Regions from separate parts of the Mus musculus genome. Here regions 1 and 2 are each linked to region 3. Evidence: chromatin contacts called from public HiChIP or PLAC-seq and capture Hi-C data. All regions are on one chromosome and are shown on one strand. The core of a region is the stretch at or near the end of the contact, and the rest is flanking DNA. Distances in the headings are between cores, read along the strand shown.

The links. HiChIP or PLAC-seq counts read pairs in DNA pulled down with a chosen protein or histone mark. Capture Hi-C pulls out chosen DNA fragments and counts their contacts.
Region 1: a capture Hi-C map of embryonic stem cells shows a contact between it and region 3, with 3 times the contacts expected there. The contact joins the promoter of Apon here to the promoter of Zbtb39 in region 3. A contact is called at or near these places in 3 of 39 promoter capture datasets (cranial neural crest, embryonic stem cells and liver), 1 of 115 datasets of contacts at active chromatin or transcription factors (embryonic limb bud) and 1 of 9 other capture datasets (embryonic stem cells).
Region 2: an H3K4me3 HiChIP or PLAC-seq map of bone marrow-derived macrophages shows a contact between it and region 3, with 3 times the contacts expected there. The contact joins the promoter of Pip4k2c here to the promoter of Zbtb39 in region 3. A contact is called at or near these places in 2 of 39 promoter capture datasets (liver and pre-B cells) and 1 of 115 datasets of contacts at active chromatin or transcription factors (bone marrow-derived macrophages).

Annotation. Positions count from the first base shown.
Region 1 is chr10:128,252,590-128,255,488 of GRCm38.p6, reverse strand. Apon (apolipoprotein N) reads right to left here and starts at 1,358. Exons shown (of 2, transcript NM_133996.3): 1 at 1,208-1,358; 2 at 1-1,054. The coding sequence starts at 1,034. The coding sequence ends at 279. It overlaps Timeless (timeless circadian clock 1), which reads right to left. Exons shown (of 29, transcript NM_001164081.1): 29 at 2,548-2,899.
Region 2 is chr10:127,209,960-127,213,328 of GRCm38.p6, reverse strand. Pip4k2c (phosphatidylinositol-5-phosphate 4-kinase, type II, gamma) reads left to right here and starts at 1,707. Exons shown (of 10, transcript NM_054097.3): 1 at 1,707-1,991. The coding sequence starts at 1,818.
Region 3 is chr10:127,738,228-127,741,311 of GRCm38.p6, reverse strand. It overlaps Zbtb39 (zinc finger and BTB domain containing 39), which reads right to left and starts at 1,782. Exons shown (of 2, transcript NM_198035.2): 1 at 1,650-1,782.

The sequences.
Region 1 (2,899 bases), core at 109-2,608, 510 kb before region 3:
AATATGAATACAACCAAGGCCCAGAATTCAGCTGGGAAATTAAAAAGCATTAAGCAAGGAATTAAAAAGTATTAAAGAGGGAAATTGCAATACCCATAGCATTTAGAAACTGAAAGACTGAAGTCATATCAAGTGTCTTCACACATTAGGATCAAAGGAAGACAATGTATGAATTTGTAAAATGCAGCCAGCGTCTAGCTACACACCGTGGGCAGCTGCTGTGTGCACACCTACTAAAGGGCTATGAGAAAGTTCATTCCATGCCTAGGAGGCCGTGTCTATCCAAAATAGGTCTGAAAATATTCCCACACAAGGTTCACAAAAATACGCTTTAAAACGACTGCAAGCTGAGCAACGAGGTATACTCGATCTTCAACGGGAATCTTGGCGTCTTTAAGTTCTGGGCTACTCATCAGCCTCCTGGCTACTTCATTCATACTTTCCCAAGACTCCATGGTACAGTGCTGGGTGACATTGACTACAGAGGCCTTGAACTCTCTTACTAGGTCAATAGGAGGGAGCTTGTTCGCCGTCTCCAGCAGCACCTGGGCCATATCGTACAACACCCACCCGGGTTCATAGGTGCACGCCTCAGGCAGGGTAACTGAGCGCCGGACCCTCCTCATATCCCCAGGGGATGGCACCAGATGCCTCAGAATGACTTCATTGTTGCCGATCCCTTCCTCCTGGCTACTCTTTTGACTCTGGAGGACCAGGGTTTCCGCGCTGTCTTTTCCTCCCATTTCACTGATCCGAAGCTGCAGACTGTAGGCCTCGGCAGGGCAGCCAATGTTTTCCAGGACAACTCTCAGGGCTAAGAGGGACAAGAACTCAGACAGAGGAGCAGCGGGGAGCACCGTGTACAAGAGGTCCCGACAGGTAATGGGGGTTGGAGGAGGAATCTTGTTGGGGAGCACATTTGATGTGGGTTCAGTTCTTGTGACGGCTGGCAGGCTGCCATTCTGCGTCTTCCACGGAAAGGCGGTCACCGGGGACAGTAAGATACAGCCAAGAAGCAATGCAGCCTGGATCATGGTGGGTCCACAGGACAGCCCTGTTGTGAAGGAGCAGAGCTCAGGTGAGGAGGGCGCAAATATTCAACAGGAACAGGCACCAAGAATGGTCAGAGTTTGGTAGAGTCCTGGTCATTAGAGACTTCAGTTTCCCTGGACATAAGAGGGGGCCTCTTAGAGGCTGTTACCCTCACCTGTCTGGCAAGCAGCAGAGGAATGAAGTGGTTCTCTGTCTCACTCAGTAGGTCCCTAGTTGGAGCGGCTACCTTCCAGAGGTTAACTTCTTGTAGGTGATGACTGGAAACAAGTATTTACCACCTCTCTTTGGGTAGACTTTATCTGACCAGCTATTGCCCCATCCTGACAGGCAAGGCTCCTCCTTTGTGGCTAGGCGGTCCCTAGACCATAGTCCAGTCTCTGTAGCCTCTAGGCAGTGGAAAGTTTGTTCTCTTTTGAGACTGGGCCTTCTGTAGCCCTAGCTGGCTTGGAATTCAACTAGTTAGCCAAGGATGACCTTGGATTCTGATCCTTCTGCCACTATAACCCCAGTACGGGGATTTATGGGAATCTGCAACCAGGTGCAGTTGCCGTGGTACTGGGAATCAACTCCAAGGATTTATGCATGTTAGGCAAGCACATTACCAACTGGGCTACATTCCCAGTCCATGTGTCATGTTTACTTTAAAGATTTCCCAATCAAAAAATTTGAAAAATAGAACCTACAGCAAATCAAATCAAGTTATTACCAGAGCAGTCTTTTGAGTTTTTACCTTTATTGTTTTTTTTGTTTGTTTGGTAAGGTTTTTGTGGTTGTTGTTTCAAGACAGGCTTTCTCTTTGTAGCCCTGGCTGTCCTAGAACTCAATCTGTAGACCAGGCTGGCCTCAAACTCAGAGATATGCCTGTGTCTGCCTTTTAAGTGCTGGGATTCAAGGCGAATGCCCACAGAGGCCAGATGAGCTGGAGTTACAGCCAGTTGTAAGCCACCTGACATGGTTGCAAGGACTAAAAATTCTACTCCTTTGGAGAGAGTCTTACATGTTCTTAACCACTGAACCATCTCTCCAACCCCTATTTACTTTTTTGTTGAGATAGTCCTGGCTGCCCTGGAGCTAGGTAGACCAGGCTGGCCTTGAACACAAGGCCTCTGCCTCCAAGTGCTGAGATTAAAGGTATGAGCTACCATCACTCTTCTGGCTGCCTTCTAATTTTTTTGGACACTTTATAACCTAAGCTGGCCTAACTTCCTATATAGTCTAAGTATTCTTGCTTTAGTCTCCAGAGTGCTGGGATTATAGGCATGAGCCACCACCATACCTGTTTTGTTTCAAGACACAGTCTCAGACTCGTGGGTAAAAGGGATTTTTTTTGAGATTTTATCAAAGCCTCATGAGGAGCTGAACCAACAGGCATGTACCCTGTGGTCAGCAAGATGAAGCATCTTGTTACTTGTGGATAAGAGGAAGAAGAGGAAGAGGAGGAAGAAGAGGAAGAGGAGGAGGAGAAGGAAGAGGAGGAGGAAGACAACAAAAGTCTCTTTTTTTAAAAATTATATTTATTATCAAGCTGATTTTTTAAATTACATTTATTGGCCCACGCGTAGGGCTATATGACTCTTTCCTCTCCCTCATGGCAATTCTCTTGCCTCTGTCTCCCACACGATGGGATTAGCTCACACTACCAAGCTCAGTTCAGGACATGTCTTTTAATTTTACTCTTAAAAGTTCTTCCGAAGACACAACAGATGGCTGGCTGGCCGCTCTGAGATGAGCAACTGTTAATTGTACACATTTAATATGAAACACAAATCAGGGATGCTTGTCAGCTTGAGAGTGGTGCATCCCAGCTCTCCCTCAACTGTAGAAACGGGTTCAATCATGTGTCCTG
Region 2 (3,369 bases), core at 458-2,957, 530 kb after region 3:
CCCAGGTCTTGCACATGCTAGCCAAACACTGTAGCACTGAGGGACACTTCCGGCCTCAAACCTTGTGCCTGTAGATGCCATTTCATCTTCACTGGGTTAGCTCACCATCAGTATACGGATTTTGGCAATGTTCGTCATCCACCGGAATGTCAGAATAAACATTCTAGCAGTGTAAAGCAAAGAGGGTCTCCTGTGCCCATGTCCCGTCTCTAGCCTTATGTCTTTATGTCTTCTGTCTTCCTTTTGGTCTTCATCTTTGTATACTGCTCTTTCCCTAGGAAGCCTTTCAACATCTTGCTCTGAATTTACCTTTTCATTTATTTATTTTGGTTTTCCCAGACAAGGTTTCTTTGTGTAACCCCGGCTGTCCTGGAACTTGCTCTGTAGACCAGATTGGTCTGGAACTTAGAGATCTGCTTCCCTCTGCCTCCTAGAGTGCTGGACTAAAGGCATGCACCACCACTGCCCGGCATGTCCTTATCTCTTAATACTGCAGCCTTCTCCTTGGCTAGTCTGCGTCTTTAGACTTTTAATTCCTCTAGGGTAGAATTTTTCCTTTGCTTCAACCAGAGGAGAATCAGCCCCAAAATGGTAGTGGCTTCCAATTATGTTCTCAGTAAATACCTGTTGACTAGATGAATTAATGAACGAATTAAAAAAAAAAATCAACTTGGGGCCATGACCTAAAATTTCATATTTCCAGAAGATGAAGACATGACTTAGCCGGGCAGTGGTGGCACATGCCTTTAATCCCAGCACTTGACAGGCAAAGGCAGGCAGATTTCTGAGTTCGAGGCCAGCCTGGTCTACAAAGTGAGTTCCAGGACAGCCAGGGCTATACAGAGAAACCCTGTCTCAAAACAAAACAAACAAACAAACAAACAAACACCCAAAAAACAAAGAGAGAGAGAGAGAGAGAGAGAGAGAGAGAGAGAAGAAGAAGAAGAAGAAGAAGGAGGAGGAGGAGGAGGAGGAGGAGGAGGAGGAGGAGGAGGAGGAGGAGGAGGAAGGGAGGGAGGGAGGGCTCAGTGGTTAAGAGCGCCGACTGCTCTTCCAAAGGTCCTGAGTTCAAATCCCAGCAACCGCATGGTGGCTCACAACCATCTGTAACGAAATCTGATGCCCTCTTCTGGAGTGTCTGAAGACAGCTACAGTGTACTTACATATAGTAAATAAATAAATAAATCTTTAAAAAAAAAAAAAAAAGAGCATTAGCTCTTCCAGAGGACCATACTTGACACCCAGCTCCCACAACTTCAGTTCGGAGGATCCGACGCCCTCCTCTGGCCTCCGGGGCACTGAACTTACATCGTGCCAGCCAAACACCTATATACATAGAACAATTAAATGTATATATTTAAATTTGTCATGTCTGCAACCCCAACTTCATGGAGTCTGCAACCCCAACTTCATGGAGGACCAATCCTCACTTCCGTAATACCCAAACTTTATACCGAGAATGAGGCAGGGGATAGCAAGTTTGAAGCCAGCCTGGACTAAGCAAGGAGACCGGTCTCAAACAGAACGTTCGCCTACGGACAGAGCTCATCCACTAGAAACTGGACAGAACCGGAAGCGACAGAAGCGCCGCCCTGCACAGCGCCAACCCCGCATCCTTGTGAGTGCAACCCGAGCCAGGTGACCGCCCGGCAGCCGAGGGGGTGGAGCCATCCCCGCCGGCCCCGCCCCGCCCCGCTCGCGCGCCTGAGGGCGGGCCTCCGGTCACATGACGGCTGCGCAGGTGAGCACCGCTTCCGGGTCGGGCTTCGGAGTCGCGGCTAGCTCCCGCTTCCACTCGCTCGGGTGCGCGGGAGACTATGGCGTCCTCCTCCGTCCCTCCCGCCACCGCACCCGCGGCAGCTGGAGGCCCCGGCCCGGGATTCGGCTTCGCCTCCAAAACCAAGAAGAAGCATTTCGTACAGCAGAAAGTGAAGGTGTTCCGGGCCGCGGACCCGCTGGTGGGCGTGTTCCTGTGGGGCGTCGCTCACTCGGTAAGAACCGGCGGGACCCCGGCTCCTGCCCCTTGGCCCGAGGATCATCCGGGTCCTCGCGCTGCCGCCTCTCCCCCGCCCGGCCTGGTTCCCAGCGCACCATTCCCCGGTGTCCCCCGGGGTGGCTTCTGGTGGAGACTCTTGTCTGTCCCCTTCCCCTTTACTCCTCCCCTAGAGTTCCATCTTCACCTGATATCCAGCTCTGTTCCTTGACTCCTTCCTGTCAGGTCCAGCCCCAGGCTACAGGGACTGGCCAGGATCCGGCTGCAGCCAGAGGGACATTAAGGGGAGTGGCTCTGAAGGGTTATTGGTGAGGTCTGGGTGCGACAGTGCGTGAAGCGTGTCTGGGTACTACTGCCTGGCCAGAGAAGTAGTTTGATTTCCTCTCCACCTTGCTTTTGAGCCCCAGCCCTTGACTTTCGAACCTTGGCTTTTTCTGGGAATGCCTCTAGGCTTTTTGGACCTTCTAACCCTGCATGCCCTTTCCAGAGATTCAGCGTTTCAGAGAAGTTACCCCACTCTACCCTAGGGATGCCCTCTCTGAGGTCGAAATGCTAATATATGTCTTTGGGCTTAGCTGTGTCCCCATTGTTGGCTGGAGTGATGGTGTTTGCTATAAATGGAGTCACCTGTAACCAGGGAAAGGTTGAGGAGCCGTGGTGGCAAGGACGTTATTGGTGGACTTTAGGTGCCAGAAGGGGCTCGGAACAGTGCAACTGAGACCGATGGGCCCAGTGCACCTCCTGTCCTGAGGATATCGTGGAGGAACCAAGGCTAGTGAGGCATGGCTGGTTTTCTCCTTACTTAGGTCGGGAGTAGGAAGCATGCAGTTATCTTGAGCTTGACAGGGACTATTTTGATTACCACTTCTTTGGGTTGTAGACATGATGTGTTGTGGAGGTGTGAGGGGGCGAGGAAGAGGCCACATTGTTATGTTCTGATTGGAACATCGCTGGCGGTCAGTTAGCTCCCTTCTGCCTTGGCTGCTCTCAGGGGTATTATCTTTAGCGAGGATTCCATTTAAGGCATTTGCTGTGGGTAAGACTAGTGGAGATAAGGCTGCCCTAGTACCTTCCAGGTGACTTACCCATCCCCGTGGAACATGTACATACAGGGGAGGGTTTTCCCGTAAGACCTACCTCACGCTCTTTAGGCAAAATACCATCAACACCTCGCTTTCCAGCCAGCACACATGAACCTCAAGATTTAGAACAGAGAAACTCCTTGAACATATGTCTTAGCGATGATTCAGCGTGCTTAGCAGGTGGTAAGGAGCAGGCAGGAAAAGCTGAATTTTAGGCTGGGACTCTCAAGTAGCTTTTTCTTTTTCTTTTCTTTCTGAAGGAATATGTTCTGTCCTCTTTCCTACCGAGGACAA
Region 3 (3,084 bases), core at 533-3,032:
ATGAGAAAAAAAAAATCAGTTAGCTTGGTCCTGAAAGTCTACGGAGCTGGGGCTGCAGAGACAGCTCAGCAGCTGAGATCATCTGCTGTTCATGCAGAGGACCCAGGTTCCGTCCCCAGCACCCACATGACTTTATCTCTAGTTCCAGGAGATCCCATACCTTCTTCAGATTTCTTCAGGCAACACACACACACACACACAGAGTACACTTACATTCACAGAAGCAAATACTCATCCACACAAAACAAAAACCAAATAAATCCTTAAAAACAAAATAAAACAAAAAGAGGCCAGGTACAATAGTAGATACCTATAATTGTAGCACTTGGAAGTCTGGGACGGGAATAACAGGAGTCCTAGGATAGCCTGGGGTAGAAAGCCAGACTGTGTGTTTTTAAAAGAGGGGAGTGAGCTATATGTGTCTAGCTAGGAGCCTTCCAACTGAATGGATGTTCAGCCCTCAGTACAATCCAAACAACAGGCTCGGGTTTCTTTACTAACTTCTTCCTAAATCAAGTTTTTCTTTCTATCATTAAGTCTATTCTCTTTCCTCACAATGCCAAATGCCAGGAATATACTTGAACTATTATCAATGCTCCATTAGCAGCTAAGGAAGAGGTAACGGTTGCACCTTTACTTGTCTGCCATAGCTGTCCTTTCCAGTCTACAAACAAACCTCTCAGCTCTTTTTTTCTTTTCTTTTTGAGATCTTATGTAGCCCAGGCTGACTTTGAAATTGCTCTGTTACTAAGGATGATCTTGATGGCATTATGATACTCCTACCTCCATCTCCCAAATGCTAGATTACAGATAAGAGCCACCACCAGCCCCACCTCAAAATCTCAAACTCTTGAATCCCCACCTCGCCCTTCATGGGATACTTGCCTATTCTCTGGTCCTTCCCAGACCCCTTCTGGATGCTAATTTCTCAAACGTTACTGTATTCTGTGGATGAAGCTAAACTCATAGCCAAAGCAAACACAACTGTGGTATGTAACATTACTTAGGTACGTTGTATCTGTCTTTACCAACTATACAGTAACAACTGGATGCCTTAAGCAAGGGAAAGATTCCTGCAAGCGTTTTTAACATCACTTTTCCCCCATCTCAGGTCTTGCACACCTCGGAGAAACAACTAGTCACATGCGTGTGCTTCGCACAACTCGCCCTGAGCAGCACAACCCTTTTCTCCATCGCACCAGGTTCTACCAACAATTCCCAACTTTTCCCGGGGGCCCAGCACTCGTCTGAGTATTGTTGGGTACCAACCACGCGTCTCCCGGGCCCTGGCGGTCACTCATCCACGGTGGGAGGCTCCGGGCACCCCATGGATATACAACTTGCAAGGAGTACGCCCCAACCAAAGGTCTGCCCGTGCCGCGGTCTCCCCGCGATCCGCCAGGGCAGGGACAGCACCGGGCTGGGGCGCAGCACCGCCGGGAAGGCGCACCTCGGTCGCCACAGACAGCGCGGGCTGCCCCCGTGCGACCCAGGCCCGGCGCCGCGGGAGCCGGCCGAGCGGAGGCCCGGGAGCCGCGGCCCGGTCGCCGGGAGGGAGGACAGGGCCGGCCGGGGACACCGGCGGGGCGCGCCCAGCCAGGGCGACAGAAAGGCCGAGCGGGAGTCCGGCTGGACCCGATCGCGCTTACCCGGCTCCGCGGGGTCCGAGCACCATCGCCGCCACCGCCTCACACAAAGGCCCCGGCCCGCCGTGCCCGGCCCGACGAGGAGGCGGCGCCGCCGGCCGCGGCCAGACTCTCCATCCGCCGAGCCGCTCGCCGCGCCGGCCCGGGCCGCCCCCGCCGCCCGGCCCGCAGCGCCCCCCGCCGTCCCGGAGGAGGCAGCGCCCCCCGCCGCCCGGCCCGCAGCGCCCCCCGCCGTCCGGGAGGAGGCAGCGCCCCCCGACGGCCGGGCGGAGCCACGAGCCCACACCAGCCCGCTCGCTGTGGCGCCTGGGGAGTGAAAAGCAGGTCCAACCAACCCTGTCCCCCAACAGCCTCGCAAAAATCTGTGTGCTTGTTCAGTTAATTTATGACTCCCGCGAGCTTTCTGAGGGCAGGGATCTGTGGTTTTGCCAGAGCTCCACTTTTGAGTTCTGCTTGTCACCTTGCCTTGCACACATATAGGCGCCTTCTAAAAACCTGTGTGCGGGTGCAGGTATGTGACTGTGCGGATGGGGGTGAGGGGGGCGGGGTCTGACCAAGCCAGCTCAGTCAGTCAACCGGGTCTCAAGGGAGGGAGTGAGGATTGCAAAGAAGAAAAAAAAATTGACAAAACTATAACATGACTCCAGCCAGTGCTGAGGCTGAGGCTGAAGCAACTTTATTTTTTTAGCTTTTATATCATTCTAGGTACATCCAAAAAAAACAAAAAACATGGTTCTTAGACCAAAGACAAAGTAATCAAGAGAAGTAGTAAACAAAGAGATCACACACGGTAATGATTAAGCATAGTAGCAAACAAAGCCCCACAGTCACCGTTTCTCACGTTCTTATCTGAGCCTACTTCCTTGTCCGAGCCCAGTGACAATGCCAAATTCCTGGAAGCAGCACCAGACACTCTCACCAGGGGTAGATGATTAACGAATGGAGTATTTCAGGTTAGATCCCCAGGAAGCTCTTCTGATAGCCCAAAACGGACCCTCCTTCCTGGTAGATGGCCAGATGGAGTCACTCTGTTACCTGGACCGTGGCAACCCAGGTGTCTTCCTAAACGGGTCCGTCCCCTGTCTAGAATTCCATCACTGGCCTCCTCCCTTCTCCTGAATCTGCTCATCAAATGATCCTGCTCAAGACTAGCCATAAAACCAAAGCTCCCCTGCCTACGTCCTTACACAGCCTAGACAGCCCAGGCTGGCTCCTTCCCATCCTGCCTCGCCTGCCAGCCAGGCACAACTCCAGCCCAGGCCTGTGTCTCATGGCCAATTCCAGCCTATCTGTCCTCTCTCTTTCATATCTGCCATAAAAGCATTCCCTTTGTGGGCTGGGGAGCTGGTTCAGAGGTTAAGAACACTGGCTGCTCTTCCAGGGGTCCGAAGTTCAATTTTCAGCAACCACATAGTGGCTCACAACCATCGCTAATGAG